2 separate regions of the Mus musculus genome follow, and region 1 is linked to region 2. A link is a contact called in public HiChIP or PLAC-seq data. All regions are on one chromosome and are shown on one strand. The core of a region is the stretch at or near the end of the contact, and the rest is flanking DNA. Distances in the headings are between cores, read along the strand shown. Region 1 holds the start of Pgm3 (phosphoglucomutase 3). Region 2 overlaps Bckdhb (branched chain ketoacid dehydrogenase E1, beta polypeptide).

Region 1 (5,792 bases), core at 1,621-4,120, 2.5 Mb before region 2:
TTTGGTCTTAGTAACATAAATACTTAATGCGGTTACAAGCGTAGACATCTTAATAGGGTTCTAGGACTCTGAGCTTTTGCTTTCAATACCAAATAATATCTGAAAAACATGCTCACTCTTGTGTTTTCTCAGAAACTCCAGGAATTGGCCCAGGTTCATGTGATAATCATTCCGCAATCCATAGTCACCATGGGCCTCAAGGAGTAATTCCTCAAACGAATGGAAGAGGCGCAGGTCTTCACCGTCCCCCTCTGTCTCCACACTTTCTGCATGCTTGCAGGAAATGTGTTTCCAATTGGGGTATCTGATTGTGTGCCAGAATTCCTCACAGTGATTCTTGAAGCCCTCCACACAGATTATACCAGGCTTTCCTGTCATGCAAAATCCAGTCACATCTAACCTTTTTCCCACTTCCAAGATCTTTTTCCTCAGGTCCTGCTGATATATGTGGTGGCTATAGATCCACATGCGGAGGAATGTGTTCTTGACTGGCTTCGCCTGTACGGATGGCTCGTCCGACAGCTTTCTGGTGAGGAAGTAGGATGCGCTGTTGTCCTGCAGCCACTGGATGGCTGCACAGACACACAACTCACCTGGGTCGAAAGTCCCGAGATAAGCACTGAGAGCTTGGTTAAGCAGCAGCTGCTGTTGTCTGTCAAGCTCAGGTGACCGTCCAAACAGCTGCAGAGCCACGTATGGGTAGTTGTGAGGCATGGTTACTTGCAAATCAATGGTCACCTTAAAATAAAAACGACATAGATTTAAATACTGAGAAATCACACGAGCTAGTTTATCATGGCAACTGCACGATTACGATAGGAACAGTCATGGAGACTCTCAAGGGCCTGCCTGCCACTGAACAACGTATGCAGTCAGCTTTCCTAACCACCGCCGACCAGCGACGTGTGCTGGGTGTCCTGTGCTGGAACAGGAAGTGATGAAGTCAGACAAGATTCCTGCCTCAGACCGGAGCTTCCTGAGGGAGACCATGCTCACACATAGCAAGAATTTCATTTCAATTTGAGAGGCAGAATCTACTGTGGGAGAAGTTCAAGGTTCCACTGAAGTGTGTAATTAAGGAGATAAAATGGTCTGAGGGAAGGACAACTGAAGGCTTCGTAGGGGAGAGCGAAAACATTCTTCTAAATGTCCAGTCCACATGGTACCTGCTCTGCTAATGTTCCTAGGACTAAAGGGTCCAGAGCAAGGAGGTAAGTTTATATTTAACATTTAGGTTTTGTATGTGTAGTTACTATGCACATTCAGTGTCATTGAAAACCGATGAAATCCTAAACACTCATTAACTTCATTAAAGTCTGTCTGAATTTATGGACCATCTCATGTTTGGTACATTTTCCTTCCAAACGCATCCTGGGATTTGAAATTGTCTATTTGTTACCTGGACAGGAAGCTCATGCTTTGGGTTTTCCAGTTAACAAGTGGATACCTGGGGCTATGCCATTAAGAGCACTGGCTGCTCTTCCAGAGGATCAGGGTCCAATTCTAGGTTCCCACATGCAGTTCTGGCCTCCAGGGGGCACTGCATGCACATGATGAACAGACATACATGAGGGGGAAACACGCATACACATTAAAAGCAAAACACGATAGGCACCCAGAAACACTTAGGACCAATGAAAGCACCCACCTTGGGCTCCTCAATTTGGAGCGTGATGACAAATTCGATGTTGGGTGGGAGCGCCTCCCTGGTGCCTTCCAGATACCTCTTTATGTTTGTTAGGGCGTTTACATCTTCGAGTTTTACTTCTCCTTGATTAGGAAACATAGAAAACAGCATTTCCATCTCCAGCAGCTGAAGCTGAAGGCTTTCTTTTACTGACCCTGACATGTCTCCAAATCAGCCGGCTTGGAAACCTGGAAAAGGCCCAGAAATAATGGGGTTGTAAATGACGACTGGTGTCCAGGAAATTTTCCCAAGGTCCCTTTTCTAAGAGGCAGTCCCGCTGTTTGTAGAGAGCTACGGGCACGCATCCATACACTTTAGATTTCTCTCCTAGCCCCCCCCCCCCAATCTAGTACGCACAACATCCTTTAAAATGCTCCCTCAAACCCCAGAATCCTTGTCTCTCCTTCCCACCCTTGCCGGCCATTCTGGAGTCTGCGCTTTCAACAGGTGCTCGGGTGACAGATTTCGTGGCCGGTGGTTGCAAACACCTGTATTCCTGGTCAGCCTCAATCCCGGGAAAACCAGGGACCGGCCCGGGAATCCCACTTGGATCTCAAGCCTGCGCAGCTAGGAAGGATGCCTGCAGTGCGGAGGGGAGGGCTCTAGGTCATCCCCGCCGCCAGCCCCCATCCGCAGGCCCCCTCGGAGGACAGCCTCCCCGGACCGCAGTGGGGTGCAGCATCTCGCGCAGGTGCATAGGGACGCCACCGCAGAGCCAGGGGCTGGGAGGAGGGGTCTCAGCCATTTCCACTTAATAAAGTGACGCCTAGGGCTAAGCGGGTGAAGACCCGCGGGGATGACGCTGACCTCGCCTGGCAGGGGCTGGGCTGGGAGGTGATCTCGGTGGTCGGAGGGACGTCAACGCTCCCGTTCTTTAGGGACCCGGGACCCTGAGGCCCAGGCTGAAAGGCGCAGCTGTCCACCCCGGGAGCTAACCTTCGGCCCGCCTTAGCCGCCTTAGCCTCACCCTTTCAGATCACTCAAGCCAAGCAGCCCCGAACCCGCTCCGAACCGCAGCCGCAGTTCCGCGGGCGCGAGCAGCGCGCGGACGGCTGGGGGGCGGGGCTTGGCGCATAGGGCGGGGCCACAGACACCAACCCGCCGCGATTGGTCGGGGCGGGGCTTGGTGGTGCAGGGGCGGGTTCAGCGGCCCTTCCGGGCTGTGATTGGTGTGGGCGGGGCGTCGGGCCGGAAGCAAAGCTGGGCCACGTCTGCGAGGTCTGAGAGAGTTGGTTTGGTGCGCACTGCGCGGCCGCGTCTCGCCTGTGGAGAGAACGTTCTTGCTCCAGATCTAGGTGAGCGGGCGTGGAGAATGCCGGGCCGCTGTGGGTGGGGGTTCATCGGCAGCTGAGGCTGGGGCATGACTGCCGGACCTACCTATCCAACGCTGCGCGCGGCCCAGGTGCCTGAGGTCCTCGCGCTGTAGTGCGCGGAGCCGCGAGTCAATCAGTAGCTCGGAGCAGGATGCATCCCCAAGGGTGGCAGTTTGAATGAAAGAAGCAAACACTGTTAGGGCTTTTAATAAACATTGCCATACCTAATCGAAATTAGTTCGAGAACTCCAAATGCATTAAAGGGTGGAAGCATGCCGTTGTTCTATGACTGTGATTTTCCTTTGAGAGTTCTGAATTTCGTAGGAGTGGTTGACGCCCCTATGAATAATAGGGATACATTACCAACGGGTCATTTTTTTTTTTTTTTACAAAATTATATTCGTCCTTGTGGACAAAAGTTTGATAACTAAAGTAGCTTGGGAATGATCTATTTTACTAACCGGAGAAAAGCAAACATTTCCCCACACTTCTGGTAGTGTTGTGTATAGAAGCAAGGAAGGACAATAAAGCGAGGAGGTGTGGCTGTTAGCGGAGGGACAGCACCCCCTCTCTGGGCAAACTAGGATAGAGCTGACCCAGGAAGTACAGTTTGTGGCTCTGCAAATACACCGCTGGCCGAAGTGGAAAACCCGAGTTGAATGAATTGGAGGTATCCCACACTCACTTGTTTTTAAATGACAGGTTGGAAGTAGCATGGTAGATGTTAGTTGTTTTTGATGTTACTTTAGAAGGCTGCCATGCCTGTCTTTATGGAGATTGGTGAGGCTTCTGTGAGATGGCCTAGCTGATGGGGGTGGGGGTGGGGTTGGGTCTCAGACCAGAGGAAATGACTGTCCATTGTTTTTCTTTTGGGACTGTTTCTTTCTAGCTTGAGAGGAACAGCAAAAGAGCCACACGGATTCCAGGTTTCTGACCTTCAGCCTCAGCCTTTCACTGGCCGCACACCAGACTTTATATGATTAACCGAGGCCCACACCGGGAGTTGACCCTTCTGTAACATAAAATGATGGTGTGATGGCATTACTTTAGGACAGTTCATCCTGAAGACAGAGTGGAATAGGAGTGGACAGTGGCTGGTGTCTCTCCCGAGTCTGTCCTGGAGGGTATGGTTTAGGCAGGGGCTTCTGGGTAATTTTAACTCCAGGGTCTCCTTTTCTCTTCCCTGCCTTCCCAAAAGTGGTTCTCTGGAGAGGGTCCCATTGAAACAAATGTGCTACATTGAGTTGGCAGTTTACCAAGCAGTACTTGAAAGCTTTCCCTTCTTTTATTTCTTACTCTTGTAGGCATGGATCTGGAGGCTGTGTGTAAGCGCTCGGCACTCCATGCCAAGCCCCAGGGGCTCATTCTTCAGTATGGGACTGCTGGATTTCGGACCAATGCCCAGCATCTCGATCATATCATGTTTCGAATGGGATTGCTAGCTGTCCTGCGGTCAAAGCAAACAAGATCTACCATTGGAGTCATGGTTACGGCCTCACATAACCCTGAGGTAACAAGGTGCTGTCTTTATTTACAAGACTAAGCTATAGTGTCTAAGAATCTTGAACTGAAGTCCACACACTTTTTTTTTTTTTGGATTTTCGAGACAGGGTTTCTCTGTATAGCCCTGGCTGTCCTGGAACTCACTCTGTAGACCAGGCTGGTCTCGAACTCAGAAATCTGCCTGCCTCTGCCTCCCAAGTGCTGGGATTAAAGGCGGGCGCACACATTCTTTCCCTCCCTCCCTCCCTCCCTCCCTCCCTCCCTCCCTCCCTCCCTCCCTCCCTTCCTCCCTTCCTCCCTCCTTCCTTCCCTTCTTTCTTCCCTCCTCCCCTCCCTTCCCTCTCACCCCTTCTATCTGTTTCTCTATGTAGCCATGGCTTTCCTAGAACTTGCTCTGCAGACCCAGGCTGGCCTCAAATTCACAAAGATCCTCCTGCCTCCACCTCCCAAGCGCTGGGATCAAAGGTGTGTGCCACCATCACTGGCTCAAAGTCCACATTTCAATGCTGGGAGTCTGCCTCCTTATTTGTCCACACCTTTGGGTTTGAAACAACTCTTGCTGCTGCTGTGCAGCTCAAGGCTGAGCTGGGTGTGGAGGGAATGAATGGGATGAGGCTATTTTCTTGGAGAGTGTCCAGATTAGAGAAAAAACAGAGTGTCCTTCCAAGTTTGGATGGAGACACTTTATCAGTAATGTTATCGTCACAAGGAACTGAAGGGGCAGTGCATGGAGACTTGGGGCCAGCTGGTACCCAGGGCAGTTCTCAGCCATGAGCTGGGTGAACGACAGCAAAGGTTTGTTTCTCTTTTAAGGAAGACAATGGTGTGAAATTGGTTGATCCTTTGGGGGAAATGTTGGCCCCTTCCTGGGAGGAGCATGCCACCTGTCTGGCCAGTGCGGAGGAGCAGGACGTGCGGCAAGTGCTTGCTGCCATCGTGGAGAAAGAAGCTGTGGATCTGACACAGACCGCCTTCGTAGTCATTGCCAGAGACACCAGGTGAGGATGAGAGTTGTCTGTCTGTGCAAGCGTAAACATCCTTGAAGGAGCCATCCCATCAGTGGGAAGGCAGGATTAGGAGAGGCCCAGGCCACGCACCACTCTCTGCTTTCCTTTTTAAGTGGCACACAGAGGCTAAGTTTGGGTTTGGAGTCCCCACAGTTTTAACGCTCACATAATGTGATCGGGTTGGTAGTCTTTGGAAGCCTCTATCTCCTCAAGCATGATGGTGCCAAGTCAGCATTTCTGTGAGAGCTCCATGAAATCATCTGTGCTCCGTAGCCATGTCCT
Region 2 (6,045 bases), core at 1,407-3,906:
TTGTCAGATTGGTGAACGATAACAGCTAGCAAGGAGAGGGCTAAAGACACACTGCAAATAGAGAGAGGACACCTGCATAAAACAAGCCTCTTGTCTGCAGCCTTGGATCTGACCACAGCTGTGACTAGACACTTTTATAAGAAAGAATGCTGCCCTGGGAGGGGGAATGGGGCGGGAAGGGGTAAAAAACCTGACAGAGCTGAACTCTACCCTGTGCAAAGAGAAAAGTCAGCCAATGGCAAGAGGCAGCAGACAGACAGCAGCAGAGCAAACACATCATAGGTTTTACATTCTGTCCTGAAGTTCACCCCAAACACTGAACAGACTAGAAGGACGGGAAGAATGCAAGTAATTGGTCAGCTCAGTCAGGCATGGTGGCATACCTTCCTGACTACAGCCATCGTGAGACAGGTGAGCAGATCTCTGTGAGTTCCAGGACAGCCAAGACTACACAATAAGATCGTGCCTATAAAATAATAATAATAATAATAATTTAAAAGTACAAGTAACAATGTATTGCTGATGGCTTGGAGAACTGCTGTACGATCAAGGCATGGGGAGCCCCCTTTTCTGGTTCCACACTATCATTTCCTAGCTTTACATGGTAGAAAACCAGGAAGCTCCCTGGGGCCCTTTAATAAAGGCGCTAATCCACCATGACAAGTCCACCCTTAAGACTCAACTAGGCCTATAATCACTGTGTGTGAGCATTCCAACATGTAAAGGCTGGAGGACATGAGATCCTTCCGTCGCTTACCCCTGGATAGCAGGACCATCTTCAAAGGAGCAAGAGGACAGACAGCAAGGCTAGAAAGACCACACCACACCAGCTCAAGTGAGGAAAAGAAGAGTCATTGGTCCCAGGGGTGGCACTGCTTTCAACTAGGGAGGCAGGCTGATGGAAAAGAGGAACATTAAATAAACAGATGACAGCGCTGTCACTAAAAAGGTTCTGGGTCCCATGGCTAGTGGGTGGGATCTACCTACAAAACTGGAAAAAATAACTTGTTACTGATTGTGTTTAGGCAATAATAAAACATACAAGTAGTGGTGGTGGTGGCGCACGCCTTTAATCCCAGCACTCGGGAGGCAGAGGCAGGTGAATTTCTTAGTTCAAGGCCAGCCTGGTCTACAAAGTGAGTTCCAGGAAAGCCAGGGCTGCACAGAGAAACCATGTCTCGAAAAAACAAAAAAACAAACAAAAAAAAAAGAAACAAAATAAAACAAAAACCATACAAGTAAACCAAAAGACAGGGCTAAGTAAGCATTAAATTTAAAACTATTAAAAGAGAAACTATGTAAAATAAATGTAAATAGAGCTTCGTTTATTATCAGTATTTTTTATTTTTCTATATACTACTGAAATATAGTACTTCTGTTTTTAAAAGCTAATACATAGTTTTTCCCTACTTCACATAATTTTAAAAAGAAAAAAACTTATTGGGTCACTATTCCTAATCTTTGAAGACTACCAGCAACTTTCTCTTGTTAATAAAGAGGACTTACAACTATGAAAGACAATTGGTTTTATTTCATTTTTTGTTTTTTTTTTTGTTTTTTTTTTTGCTTTCTGGCAGTTCCAACTGGTTTAACATCTCTTTATGAATAAAATTAATTTACACTGAAGAAGGAAAAAAGAAAATATTTCCCTAAAATTTGTATTGAGTATTTCCAAATTCTATAGTCTGGAGTTCTACATAAAGAGTCTGCCTCTAGAGGGTAAGAAAGGGGCCATGAGAAGCAGAAATGAGGCTTCGGGGGAAGGAGGCTCATAGGATGTGTGGTAGGAGATGGAAGGGAGTGGATAGGCTTACACGGTAATGGGGGTGGAAGGGCCAAGGTAATCGAGGGAGAAAGTAAACCCAAATTAGAAATCAGTAAATAAATTTTAATTTTAAAGAAATCTATTTTTAAAAGATTTGCAATGCAATTCTTAAGGAGCCTTTTAAAACACCAAAGCTAATCAAGCAATTATCATCTTCTACAGAATACTTCTGACATAATACTAAGCTCGCTGCCTACTGGCATTCTACAACCACTGCCACCTAAACTTGAAAAGTCCCTGCGAAGGATTCACTGCTTAAGAAAGATATCTTTCCCTTATTAGCTATCATTAACTCCAAGTTTGTGGCTACCTATACAATAGAGTGCTTACTTTAAGTTAGTATTAAAGCAAATTCTTTGCCTTTAAAATAAATACTGCACTAGGTATTTCTGATGTTTTGTTTTTCAATAGGCTTACATAAAAAGTTAATACTTTTCATTTTCTGTAAGAATTCAATTAATTCAAGCTTGAGCTTTAATTAATATAAGCTTATATATTAAAAAGGTACAAAATCTGACTTACTTGAAGAATACAATACCAAGATGGAATGTCTGGTTAAAAAAAAAAAGAATACTAGGATGAATAAGGTGCTGGTGAGAAAATATGACATAGACTAAAATACTCAAATCATGTAGCTTCTTGTTAAATGATAAAACATACAAGCCTCCCTTTCCAGCTCAGGATGACAGGGTGCATGCCTTGAGAGGAAATGAAGGCAAATAGCAGGTGAGACCCTGACAGTAAAATAGGGACACAACTTGTGAGAGGGAGTGATCTACAGACACAAGAAGGGCGCGGCAACAATGAAACTGTAAACAAGAGCAGAGGAAACTAAGTTCCCCAGACAGGAGAGGAACTGGGGTAGAGGAAGCTGATGTCCCTGAGGGCAAGCTCATCAGCAGATGCAGAAGGTAGGTGCAAAAACTGAGACTATTATCTCATTAATCTGCACAAATGGTATGTTTTATGGGTCAGTTGAAGTTACATTTAATTTTAAAAAGACTAGAAACCAAGTGTGATGGTGTGGGCCTGAATTCTAAACCTTGAGAGCCTAAGGTGGGAGGACAGTACAAGACCAGCTGGGACCACACACCAAGAAACCCTCCCCACAACCAAAGAAAGAGAAAGTCTGAGAGTGAAAAAATAACAAGACTTAAGAGAACAGTTCTATCAATCGCTCCACTTCTCCCTACGGAAGGTCTGCTGACTCCAGAGACAATCCAAAAAAGCCAATTTCTGATAGTGACTCAAATTGTTGACAGAGATAACAATATCCTGCAAAAATGAAGAGCACTCCATCTGAATACCAAGCAGACCCTCCTGAGTGAGGAAGGGCTTTTCATCTATCACCCCTAAGCATAGGATCACCCCAAGCACAAACCAGAGCATTTTCCCCTAGGGCAAAGACCATGGAAACCACATCAGTTAGCTACCCAGGATAACCGATGCCAACCAAAACAAAAAACAGAAAGGACTGAGAAAGTGTAATTTTTAAAACATGCCTTTATGAAAAATTAAAACTGCATAATTATTCAATACCCTAGGAAGAGAACAGAGTGAAGGGTTTGATTGCTGAATCCGGGGAAACCCTGCTAATTAAGGTCACTGTCTACTGTGACCAGATAGCTCCTCTGAGCTGCACACAAAATGGAGGGCTCCCTTTACCAGCAGGACTTCCCGCTCTCTGACCTTGTCTCACCTCAACTTTCCACACCTTCTACCTGGGGAAGGTTGAGTAGTCCTTGGCAGACCTACAAACTTCCTCTTCCCCCTGAAAGAACCAACCTAGCAAGTACCTAGGATTCCTGGAATGACTGACTCTCAATACAAATGAGGCTTTCACAGAACTTTAAATAATTTTCATTTACCCTGAAAATGCCTTCGTACTCTCCAAAGTCCATATATCCCCTATTTACCCCAATAAAGTGTATGTGTACGAGCCCATCCCTAATAAACGTACGCACACAAGCTAAGATTGTCTGAGGGAGCTGTTTCATTGAAGACCCTCAGAGAAGGCCTTCCTCTCCCCGCAACCCCTCCAGCCCTCATTCCCAGCCAGCCTGGGGTCCTGCAGAACCCTACCAGTTCCAGACTCCACTTCATCCTTCCAGCCAGTGTGCACCGCCGTCTGGATACCCTGAGAAGGGGGAAGTAGAGGATGCAGAACCACAACGGGACCCCCAAACACATACCAAAGCAGAAACTTAAAATATTCAAAGAAGGAATTAAAAAAAAAAAATTGAGGGAAACAAACAAAATGTTGTTTTAAAACAGAATAGAAAAAGCTTGGTCAGAAAAGATAAGACACAGAAAAGTCCAACATAGGTTTTTTCATGCAGCCAAAAGGAGTGTTTTTTCTTTAAGAAACTATACAAAAGATTTACTCGTGTTTAATTAAGTAAGAAGGTCCCAAAGGAAAATCAACAAAAAAACAAACAAGATGAGTGTGAAAGAGACTTTCATTATAACACTCAGACCTGCAACACTCAGCATTAAATCGTGAGGGGAAGGGGTATAGAATTTTCAGAAAAACAAACACATAGAGAAATCCTGTACAAAAGTGCTCTCCTCCAATATGACACAAGTATTGAGCAAAACTATCTTCAAAGTACTGAGGTAAGGTTGCTAACAGCTTAGCCAGATCTAGTGCTCATGGTACACAGTGTGTCCGGGCATCCAGACACCCATGCACTGTGCTTAAAGAGATCAGTTCTCTAGAAAGCCCAGCAACGTGAGGGACGAGGAGGCCAGGGGTAGTCAGAGGAGACAAGCTGGAGACTCTCAGAGCTCTTCTAGAGCAGGAAATCAGGGCTAGAGAAGCAAACCAGGGGCTCTGGAAAGTCAAGAATCAGAGTGTACCTCCAAGAGGGATGAACTAAAAGACCACTGAAGGCTTGGTAGACTTTTTAAAGGTAAACTAGGGAAAGTAACAAACACTCTCCTAAAACCCAAAGGGAGCTAAAAGAATGCAATGGCCCACATATGAAATGTCAATTGAATGTCAATGTCAAATGGACATTTCGTATTATCTGGCCAACACTAATCATGTGACTGCTTGGACAATTAGAAACCCTCTTAGTGTGAGTTTCTAATGCTGTGTGTGAAGAGACACCATAACCTCAGCAACTCGTATAGAGGGAAGCATTTCATTGGGGCTAGCTTACACGGCAGAGGTTTATGGCAGCACCCATGCAGACATGGTACTGGAGAGGGAGCTCAGAGTTCTACATCTGGATTGGCATGCAGCAGGAAGAGAGAATGACACTGGGGTTGGCTTAAGCACTTGAAATCTCAAAGCCACCCTCAGTGACACACTTCCTCCAATAAGGCCACATCTCCTATGAGGGTCATTTTCATTCAAAGCACCACAGGGCCCATCTCAATGGTGAAGACTGTTTACATTATCGTGGTATCTATTGATATCAGGGCAGCTACTGGTTCTCCAGCGTCTATAGCCGATCCATACATAAAGTGTAGGAGATGCAGTTACCAGTCTCACAATGCAAAAACAAACAGTGGGCAGGAAACAGGAAGAAGAAGTGAAGACAGATGTGGCATCAGAGCATTAGCGTCATCTTCTGATATAATGAGAGACCAAGAGATGCCGAGAGTCAACACGATGGCTCACACCTGCAATCCTTGCACTTGAGAAGTCAAGGCAGGAGGACAGCCCTGAGTCCCAGGCTAGCCCAGGCCTCAGACTAAGACTCTGTCCCAAGGAGCACAGGGCGGGGTGGGGCAGGGGAGGGGACACTACTGAAATTTAGTGATACAAGACATATGGCCTGAAACAAATAATTTAAAACCAAAAGTTAATCAGCAGAAGAATATGCTCAGGAAAGACCATGTGATGTCAGCAGGGACCACAGCACGTTGAACAGGCACGGCGGTTCATTTCAGCTTGGCAGGACTAAGAAACGCACAGGGCATTACAGAGGTAATGTTTTTCTAGACAGAATTAAGTGAGTGGAAGATCTGCTCCAAAGGTCAGAGGCTTGAGACATCATCCCATAAGCAGGCTCCAGACTGAATGTAAGGGGAAAGTGAGTTGAATCCATAGTCTCTCCATTGCCCTCTGTGTGCTCCTCCCACTGTTCTCTGTGCTCCCTCCCACTGCTCTCTGTGTGCTCCTCCCATTGCTCTCTGTGCTCCCTCCCATTGCTCTGTGTGCTTCCTCCCATTGCTCTCTGTGCTCCCTCCCATTGCTCTCTGTGCTCCCT

The links. HiChIP or PLAC-seq counts read pairs in DNA pulled down with a chosen protein or histone mark.
Region 1: a contact with region 2 is called in an H3K4me3 HiChIP or PLAC-seq map of pro-B cells, with 10 times the contacts expected there. The contact joins the promoter of Pgm3 here to the enhancer-like site in region 2. A contact is called at or near these places in 2 of 39 promoter capture datasets (both in liver) and 3 of 115 datasets of contacts at active chromatin or transcription factors (astrocytes, large pre-B cells and pro-B cells).

Annotation. Positions count from the first base shown.
Region 1 is chr9:86,568,920-86,574,711 of GRCm38.p6, reverse strand. It overlaps Pgm3 (phosphoglucomutase 3), which reads left to right and starts at 2,870. Exons shown (of 13, transcript NM_028352.4): 1 at 2,870-2,982; 2 at 4,305-4,510; 3 at 5,317-5,501. The coding sequence starts at 4,307. It overlaps Rwdd2a (RWD domain containing 2A), which reads right to left and starts at 2,724. Exons shown (of 3, transcript NM_001145969.1): 1 at 2,655-2,724; 2 at 1,649-1,875; 3 at 1-738. The coding sequence starts at 1,849. The coding sequence ends at 61.
Region 2 is chr9:84,024,937-84,030,981 of GRCm38.p6, reverse strand. The region is part of intron 8 of Bckdhb (branched chain ketoacid dehydrogenase E1, beta polypeptide); the gene reads right to left. Among named protein-coding and RNA genes, the nearest start is that of Gm46124, 3.2 kb to the right of the region's middle. Within about 2 kb of position 2,656, at least 27 of the 459 cell types and tissues checked have an H3K27ac peak or open chromatin away from gene starts, as enhancers often do. A contact at or near this core is called in pro-B cells, where this site is marked.